2 separate regions of the Sus scrofa genome follow, and region 2 is linked to region 1. Evidence: chromatin contacts called from public HiChIP or PLAC-seq data. All regions are on one chromosome and are shown on one strand. The core of a region is the stretch at or near the end of the contact, and the rest is flanking DNA. Distances in the headings are between cores, read along the strand shown. Region 1 holds the start of USP1 (ubiquitin carboxyl-terminal hydrolase 1). Region 2 holds the start of NFIA (nuclear factor 1 A-type).

Evidence for each region. HiChIP or PLAC-seq counts read pairs in DNA pulled down with a chosen protein or histone mark.
Region 2: a contact with region 1 is called in an H3K27ac HiChIP or PLAC-seq map of alveolar macrophages. The contact joins the promoter of NFIA here to the promoter of USP1 in region 1. A contact is called at or near these places in 1 of 5 promoter capture datasets (fetal liver) and 1 of 2 datasets of contacts at active chromatin or transcription factors (alveolar macrophages).

What each region holds. Positions count from the first base shown.
Region 1 is chr6:149,984,180-149,988,653 of Sscrofa11.1, reverse strand. USP1 (ubiquitin carboxyl-terminal hydrolase 1) reads left to right here and starts at 2,708. Exons shown (of 9, transcript XM_021096553.1): 1 at 2,708-3,500.
Region 2 is chr6:151,228,174-151,232,973 of Sscrofa11.1, reverse strand. NFIA (nuclear factor 1 A-type) reads left to right here and starts at 3,201. Exons shown (of 11, transcript XM_021097780.1): 1 at 3,201-3,621. The coding sequence starts at 3,532.

The DNA of each region.
Region 1 (4,474 bases), core at 1,459-3,958:
ATAAAAACAAGAATAACCCCTCCCCCAAAACCTGGTTGTGAACCTCTTTTACCAAATAATAATAGCATTATTTTCTCTTTAGGCAGTTTAGAGATCACTGTGTCTGTCATAGTGCTCTTTTTATAAAATCAGTGATAAGAGTATTGATGCAAATAATCCATAAACATCTACAATAAAGAATAGAAGAGAGTTTTATTTGAGCCAATCTGAGGACTATAGCCCAGGAGACACAGATTCAAGAACCACTTGAATTGTGTTCTGCTGGATTACAAAATGGCTTATATAGACAAAAACTGCAAAGTTATATAAACTGTGTGTCAAGAATTACTATTGGAAGTTCCCATTGTGGCTCAGCGGTAATGAACCCAACTAGTTCCATGAGGATGAGGGTTTGAATCCTGGCCTCGATCAATGGGTTAAGGATCCAGTGTTGGCATGAGCCTTAGTGTAGGTCACAGGCTTTGGGCTTGGATCTGGCATTGCTGTTGCTGTGGTGTAGGCTGGTGGCTACAGCTCCAATTAGACCCCTAGCCTGGGAACTTCATATACCATGGGTGCGCCCTAAAAAAAAAAAAATTGGTGCTGGTAAGAAGGCTGCTTATTAAGCAAGGATTCACTGCGGTCTGAAAAGGTTCCAAAATTACAAGGGGAGGCCTTGCGACCTTAAGGTAGCAACTGGCAGCTGCTGGCAGATATTGTTTTGAAAATGGCTTGTTGTCCTTGAGTTTGATACAGTTCAGAAAATTCAGCTTCTCAATGATGCAGGAACAAACCATATCCACAATGGCCACCTGGCTCCATTTGGTTGCTTGGACCACAGTTCCTCCATTTTGATTTTTAAATTTCCTGTCATCAGGAGCTTGTAAGTCTCTCTTAAAATGAGTATTTGGGATGGATATTGGTCTAAAATGGGTAGATTAAGGGGAAGTTTTCTGTGTTTAGAATTCCTGCTTGGCAAGAGTAGAGGTCATCAATGCCCTGCAGACTTTTTTAGAATAAAAATCATTCTAGGTGATTTCTTAAAATCTTGTGGATTTAAATACCATTTGGGGACTCCCAATTTTATATCTTCTGATAGGAATTCTCTACCGAGCTCCTACTCTGTTGGCTCAATATCTCTACTTCCATGCGAAACAGGCATCTCAGTGTTACTAAGAACAGTGCCCCCTCCCACTAAACCCACTATTACTTCAATATTCTCCATTTTAGCAAGGACCAACCTCTATTCAGTTGCTTTGGTTTAAAAAAAAAAAAAATTCCTTTTTCTTTTTTTGTCTTTTTCTTATCCATCAGCAGATCCTATTGGCTTCTATCAGTTCTCAACATTTCCACTGCTACTACCTTATCCCAAGCCCCCATAATTTTTTCCCTGGGCAGCAGAAATAGCCTCCTAGGTGACCTTCCAGCTTGCAGTTTTGAAGGTCAGCAGTCTGTCCACCACGAGCAGTCACTTAACCGATCACGCCACTCCCCAGCTTCAAACCGTCAAGTGATTCCCGTCTCCTTACCTAACCAGAGCCCTGCCCAGTGTCGCCGATCTCACGTCCCACAATCTTCCGCACTTAAGTTCACTGCGCTCTAAGCTCCTTGGCCTCCCTGCCTTCTTTCCAGAACGCCAAGTGCCTGAAGACTTTTATAACTTACCTTTCTCCTTGCTGGGACCATTCCTCCCTCAGATTCGGCCAAGGCTGGCTGTGTCTTCATTTAGTTTTCTACTCAAATGTCTGACTGTGGTACCTAGAACAGCACCCTCCTTATTTCCTCTCCTATCACTCATATTATTTTATCTCATTTTAGCTTTGCATTTACCCTGCCTAGAAGGGAAAGCCCCTTTGGAGCAGTTAATGTTCATTCGCGCCGTATCCCTGGCGCCTGGAAAAGTGCCTGGCACATCAAGCACCTAAAAACAGGCTTAGTTAAATGAATTTGCACTGAACTTATCCTGTTTTCCACTTGCTTTGTGAGATCACCTCGCCTCCGAGGTAGGCATACAAACAGGGACGGAAGCAGAAGCTATGGAAAGGCCTGCCTTGCCGTGTTTTGAGCCCATTAGTAAGGCCTCGCGCAAGAACCCCTCGAAGCTCCCCCAGCCAGAGCCGGGCGTTAAGAATGCTCTTTAGTCTCCTCGTCGTCCGGAGACAACAAGAGACGTCGGTGGGGAGGGGAAAGGGTAAAGAGGAGAAAATAACGCGTGGAAGGGCTGAGGAAGGAGCCTCGGCTCTGCACCGTTCGGTTGAGAATTTACTATTTTTCATGGCGGCAATTATTTTACTGGATGGCCCGGGGGCTGGGGCTGCGATTCGGGCGCACAGCAGCAAGCGAGGCGGTCAGCCATTTTCCGAAACTAATCTCCCGAGTAACCCCGCCCGAGTGTGTACGCATGAAACGGAGGCGGGACTTATTGTGAGGGCCCCTCTCCGGAAACCGCACCCTCGCTGGCGTCCCACCTTCTGGGATTCACAAAACGCAGACCAAGATTTAACAGTCGGCAGCGAAAGCGCGCACTCGAGCGCCAATGAGAGCGGGAGGAGAACGGCGTCTGAAGAACACTCTCTATGGCCAACAATGATTGGCTGAAGCCCTCCTGTCTTTTTTTTGTATTGGGTGGACTGCCTTTCCCCGCCCACCCAGTTCGCTTTTGTCTAGGTACTTTTGATTGGCTCCTCTTAGGCGGCACGGGGGATTGTTCATTACGGATTGGTGGATTTGAGCACCTGGCGGCTCCTTCCCGAGCAGGGAGTCCATCCCACCTCTCTGTCCTGTTTCCCGACCCGTACGCTTTCCCCTCAACTCTCGCGCACGAATGGTTAAAAAAAAAAAAAAAAAAAAGGGTGTGAGGCTGGAGCCCGCCAGCCAGGCCTCTCGCTCCTAAGCGCGCGCCCTCAGCGAGGACCCGCGCGAGCTGCCCGTGACGCTGCCTGCGCTGTTTGAAACTGCAGAACCCGTTACGAGCTTGAGGCAACTACCGTTCCAGCTGGTTCCGGAGCCCGTGCGGGCCAAGGGGCGAGTGGCGGTCTCGAGGCGGCTCTGGCCTTTCGCGTCTCCACCGCGTGGAGACTAGAACCGGCACTTTCGCAGGACACCACTTCCAATCGCAGCGCTGGCGCGGGCGGAGGCTAAAACACGGGGGTCCTGAGACTGAGGAAAACGCGCCAAGTTCCCGTCGGTGGTGGAGTGAGGAAGACCCTAGCGGTTAGGACGCCGGGCGAGCGGAGCTGCTTCTGGCGCTCCTTGCCGTCCCGGGGCGGGGGCGGGCGCGGGCGGGCGCCGCTCCGGGGATGTAGTTGGTGCGGGCGCCGGGCAGGACCGAGCGGCAGCCCGGGTTCCCGCTCTTCAGAGCGAATGGTCACTCCCCCGCGGGGAGGGCGATCCGACCAGCTTTTCCTTGGGTCGGGGGGCCCCCGCGGGCTCGGGGCAGGGGCTCACCTGTGGCACCCACGCTCGGCCTGGTTGGACTTGTCGGCGTCACCGCCGCGGACCTCGCTTTGGGCCATGACCAGGTAAGGAGGGCCTGTGGAGGTGGGGCCGGCGCCCGAGGGGGCCGCGGGGAGGACCTCGGCTTCGTGGGTGCAGCGCCGCCGCCGAGCTCCGTGCAGCGGGCGGGGCGCCCTCCTGCCGCCGCCGGGGACTCAAGGCAGGTGCGGGCCGGGCGTAAATAGGCCAGCTCCGCGGGCGAGGGTCCCGGAGCTGCGGTCCTGCTTCAAGACGCCTCCCGCCGGGCCCGTGGCGTCCTCACGGGCACGGGCACAGACCCCATCCCGTCTTTTCGCTTTCCTTTCCGTTCCTAGAGAGTGCGGGGTAGCGCCAAGGAATGTTTTCGCTCGCGTTGTCCTGGGTCGGGATTGCTGCATTTTACCGCGCAGTTTAAACTTTTACTTCTTTTTTTTTTAACAAGTATTTAGAATGCCACGTGTCTTAAACCTTTGTTGGGAATGTTCTCCTTATGTTACGTTTTTCGTGGAAAGTTGCAATTAAGTCGTACCACCTTGTGAAGGAGGCCGCTTAAGACGAATAGGACTTAGTGTTCACACTGTCACTTGTTCAGTAACATGCAATGTTCGATTTATCGTGGGTTCTGCGAAACCGGATTTAGATTACGGGAGAAACATTTTTGTTGTAGCAAACCCCAGTGATAAGGACAGGCGGGAGCAAGAAATGGTGCAGCATAAGGCACGGCACCTGGTCAAATGTTAGATTAACTAGGTCATGTTAAATCACTGCTTGAAGGAGCCTGGAGGATTGGTTTATTGATTAGGATTGGTAGTTATTTTAGCTGCCTGGCCATTTTTTTCTTATGTTTATATGTAAGTCGGGTTACTTTGTCTTTTAGAGAAATCAGATTGGCTCCCAAGAAAACCCTTTTGCGGGAATCATTGATGCTTAAGAGATCCCTGACACCTTAGTGCAGGCTGGTTTATCATTCGTGATAGCGTTTCTTCAGTAGCACTAGGTAGTCTGGAGAGTAAATTGAGTT
Region 2 (4,800 bases), core at 1,952-4,451, 1.2 Mb before region 1:
TTGAGGGTTAAGGAAAGCCTCTTTTGCTAATAGGCCTTATTATACATAGTGTGGCTATTTGGACTTTGGTGAGAGTCTGGAAAAACCACACTCCTAAATTGTCCCTGTTGATCAAAGTCCTTGAACACAAATACCACCCGTGCATCTCCCTTGCTTCCCCACCTCTCTCCTACCGTTCACTCTTTTCTCCCTTTCTTTCTCTTGCTCATTCATTCCTGCTGTTCAAGATTTCATTTTCTCTCTCTGGTCTCTTTGCTTCCATTGCTTGCATGATCTTTTAAATTTGCATATCTTACCTTGTATATAGCCTTTTTTTTGTTTGTTTTTTATTTGTTTTTTGGTTTTTTGGTTTTTTTTTTTTTTTTTTTTTTGCTTTTTAGGGCCACACCTATAGCATATGAAGGTTCCCAGGCTAGGAGTCCAATCAGAGCTACAGCTGCTGGCCTACGCCACAGCCACAGCAGCATAGGATCCAAGCCACATCTGTGACCTACACTGCAGCTCACAGCAATGCTGGATCCTTAACCCACTGAGTGAGGCCAGGGATCAAACCCGAATCCTCACAGATACTAGTTGAGTTCATTCCTGCTGAACCACAACAGAAGCTCCACTTTGTACACAATCTTTTAAATATCCTTGATGCCTCCCCAGTCCCTCAAGCAAAAGTTTAAATGGCTCACGAGCCTACCGTTTTGCCTCCATCTGCCTTTCTAACTCCTTTTCTAGTTATGGTAACACAGCTAACACTAGCTAGAACAAGAGCCACACCTGAACCTGTCCCCATTTTCTGGCCTGTTGCACATACAGATGTCACTTTGCTTTCCTGGACAGGAGCGCCCTGCCTCTTGATTTTCTACCTGACAAATGCACACTTTTGGCCTAACACAAAGGTCATTTCCTCTTTTTTTAACTTTTTGTCTGCACATCTGTGCAAAATTAGTCATTCTGTCATCTGTATCCTATTGCCCTTTATGTATATCTAAGTTGGACTTAGCGATTATCACATTATATTCTTATTTACCTTCGTGTCTGGTCTCTGTCATTGAACTGAAAGCTTCTTGGAGGCAGGGATAGTATCTTATTCTGTATATCCCAGCTCTTGGCACATTCAGTGTACCTAGAACATGGTACATATTAAACAGAAATGGTATTATTATTGTAGCTGTGTATTGACCATGCATAATGTACTATGTAATAAATATATGTTCTCTGGATATGTCCCGTTTTTCAGATGAGGAATCTAAAGTAACAGAGTTTAATTCATCTGTTGGAGTCACATTGTAGGACCAACATTAACACCTAAATGGGATTCCAAAGCCATGTTGTTGTTGACTAGATGGAGATGTGAAAGGTCTCTTTGGAAATGGTGCTAAACTACCATATTAGATTAAGTTAATGAATTATAGACATTGCAGACAAAACTCACTGTTACCACCAATTGACAAGGCCTGGCTTGCTTCGCATTAGGGATTACTCAGACTATAGCATTTACAGAGCAATGCAATACAAGCTGATACCTCTTGTGCATTTCAAAGGCTCTTAGCTCTTGACAAAACAGACCTCCATTCTCACATTAGGTAGATATCCTATGTTACAGGTGTTATGCAACCATCTCAAGATCACACAGCCGGCCGAGCTCCAGCTGAACTAGGCCTAGAACTTTTTTGGTTACTTAAAAAATTTATTTTTCCTTTTTCCTTAAGCCACTACATTTCATCAAGTGTATTTCTAGGGCAAAAGTATCATACCATGCCAAGTGGAAATGTATGTTCAGTGGAGGAGGCCAGGATTAAAATGCCACAGAGTTTCTAGAGCCAGACAATATCCGAATCTATCGGAGGCAGACCAGAACAGCAAATGTTGCCTAACACCAAGGGCAGTCACAATATAGTACCTCCTAGTAATGCTGCATCAGTTACCTGGTTGTAAAGTGCAAGCCTAAAGCCAAAAATGTGGTTCAAAATAGAATAGGAGGATTCTCTAACTTCTGATTTAACTGCTCGAGGTTCTGTTATCAATTAATTAGGTAACTTCACCAAGGACAGTTAAGAAAATCAGGCAACCGCCAAGTTGCTTCCTATTCCTCTTGACTTCTTACTGGATAATTTTTATCAAGTGAGCTTAAGCACACATTTTCCAGTCACTCAGTTATTCAGCAAAATGTCCTAAGCTACTTAACTGATGCAAAGCAAACACATTAAAAAAAAAAAAAAGGCAATACCTGGTTGTGATGCTTTCCATTTAAAGGGATACTTCCCTTGCACCACCACTGCACCAATGCCTAGTCTGTTGCATAAAACAAACACATAAAAGGTTGACACTGAAATATCCTGATCACCTGATCTTAAAGAGTCTGGATTAATCATATAAGACGAATCAGTGAAATGAAGGATTTGATGTTTCAGCAACTGGGTTTTAACCCCCTACCTCCTTTAAATGTTGAAACAGGTCTCCTTTGGGGGGGATGGGAGGTGGAGAAGTGCATTAAATTTTGTGGAACCCAGGTTTTGTAAGGATATTGACCAATTAAACGCTTGCAATTACATTCGAATTTCACTGCATCTCCTGCTTTAAAGGAACAGCTTTATTCTTGAGGGAGCCCACCTAACCATTTTTATGTTCAGCCATCTGCAGAGAGTAGTGGCAATGCTTTTTCCTTTCTGAAGCTAGAGTAGAAGCTTTATTTCACTGCAAGTTCTCGGTGACATTTTGCACTCTCTTGATTTAATGATCCAAAGAGGATCTTTAACTCTTGGTCTACACCAGTGCAAATAAAGGTTAAATCTCTCACTAACCATCATGAACTAACCTAATAACTCACCAGAGGCTATGGAAAAAGAAACCGAGAAAGCAGGTGTGCAGACTTGATTAAAACGTGCAAAACCCGCACAACCGCAGGCAAAGGTATCATAGCCTCACATCTCCCTAGTACCGGCTGCGAGGTCCGCAAGCAGGGGAACTCCTACTGCGCCAAAAACACGGTCCTGTGAGCGGGGCCTAGTAACACAGGGGCTTTTCTTCCAAACGGTGTCCCGACCCGAGCTTGCGCTGAATGTCGGGGCTCCTATTGGCCACACGCCGTGGGGGAGGAGGAGACTGGCGGGGAGAGAGACGGGGGGAGGGAGCGGGGGCAAGGCCTTTCCCTGCCCCCTCCGGGCCCCCTCTGCAGGCAGCCCCGGCGCCCCGTGCGTGGTTACTATGCAAATTGCAGCGATTGCGGAAATAAACAAGCGGGTAGTGAGAGGAGAGAGGGACTGCGAACCGATTGCAACTTCGGCAAAGTCTCGTAGAATCCAAAGCACACAAGGCAAAACCAGAGAGAATCTGAGAACCAGCCAGCCCGGGTTGGATCGCTTTCAAAAGAGGAGAGACAGTGAGAGAGGCAGAGAGCGCGCATTGCAATTGCAGAAGCCTCCTGATTTGGAGAAAAAAAAAAAAAAAATCTCCAAGAAGCCTGCAATTGGCCAACAGCTTAAAAAAAAATCTCTTCCGGGTTTTCAACGGTTCCAAGTTTATTAAGATATCTTTTTAATGCAAAAAAAAAAAAAAAGGGGGACAACAAATGAAGCAATTCGTCTGAACATTTTAAAGTTTCTCACGTACTCTTTTTACATTGCAATGGTACGTGGTACATCTTAAACTTTCTATTTTGCGTTTATACGATATGCGTTTTATAAACAACAATAATGGTAGAATGGTTTTGTTAATGGCTAAGACTTAAAATTTTCTCTAGCTTGCATATGCACTGACGTGATTGCTGGGTAAATGTCTATTGTGATGGTTTTGTTTTAAAGATGTAGCTTTGTGGATGGCTTTTATTTATTTATTTTGCTATGTGCATTAGGGACTGGGTTTCCTTTTTTTTTTCTTCCTGAGATTTGAAAAAAATTGCTGAGCTTGACAGATTTTTTTTTCTCCTCCAAGTGCTTGCTCGGTTCCAGAAAGGGGAGGGGGGGGAATCCTGTACGTGCTCGGTTCTGTAAAAAGACGTCTGGCCTCAGCAGTCAACCTAACCCGAAAAGAAATGTCTGGACCGGAGAGTAATTGACGATTCGATCCTCTAATCAATGGGACAACCTGGGAGATTGACTAGAGCTTTATCCAATCATGAGGAAGCTTGGGTGTACACTGGCTCGCAGTAGCCAGAGGGGGCGGGGCAGACAAGATCTGAAGTTCTCTGCGGCTCTGAAGGGGATGGTGTGGTTCAAGCTGTCAAAGCTACAGGCTCTTCCGGATTTAGCAAGCATAATAGGAAAGAGTTTTCGAGTTTCAGAAAAGAAAACCTAATTGGTGTAGTTTTGTTTTGTTTGCGTAAATCGTATGCCTTCTTCCATTGCCTTTTGGGAAAAGTTTTTTATTTTTTTTAAATTCTTCTACAGAAATGTTTAACTTTGCATGAATTATTATTTGTAAGTTCAGGAATGTTGTTAAGGGTTGTGGAAGGTGAGATTCAGCTTTTAAAAGTATGTGGCTTAAAAACTATGGGACCGTAGTGAGCTTTCGGAAGTGATATATTGCATACTTAGCATTGCAAAACTTCTTACTCTGATTATCTTAAAAGCTTTGGCTTTTCAGGTACTTTGAAGGAATAGACAAGCCTCTCTTCTTGAACTCTAAACAACAGTTTTAAGGGAGAGAGAATGTTTCACAGGTGTACTGACAGCTGTTTTGTACATTTGAAAGGAAAAGGGGGAGAAAGAGGATGTTTTTCTTGATTTTCCTTGAATTTTGCTGCTTAGACATATGGTCAGTAGGGACCTGGATATTGAGACTGGCCAAGTTCACATTTCTTCTTGTTAC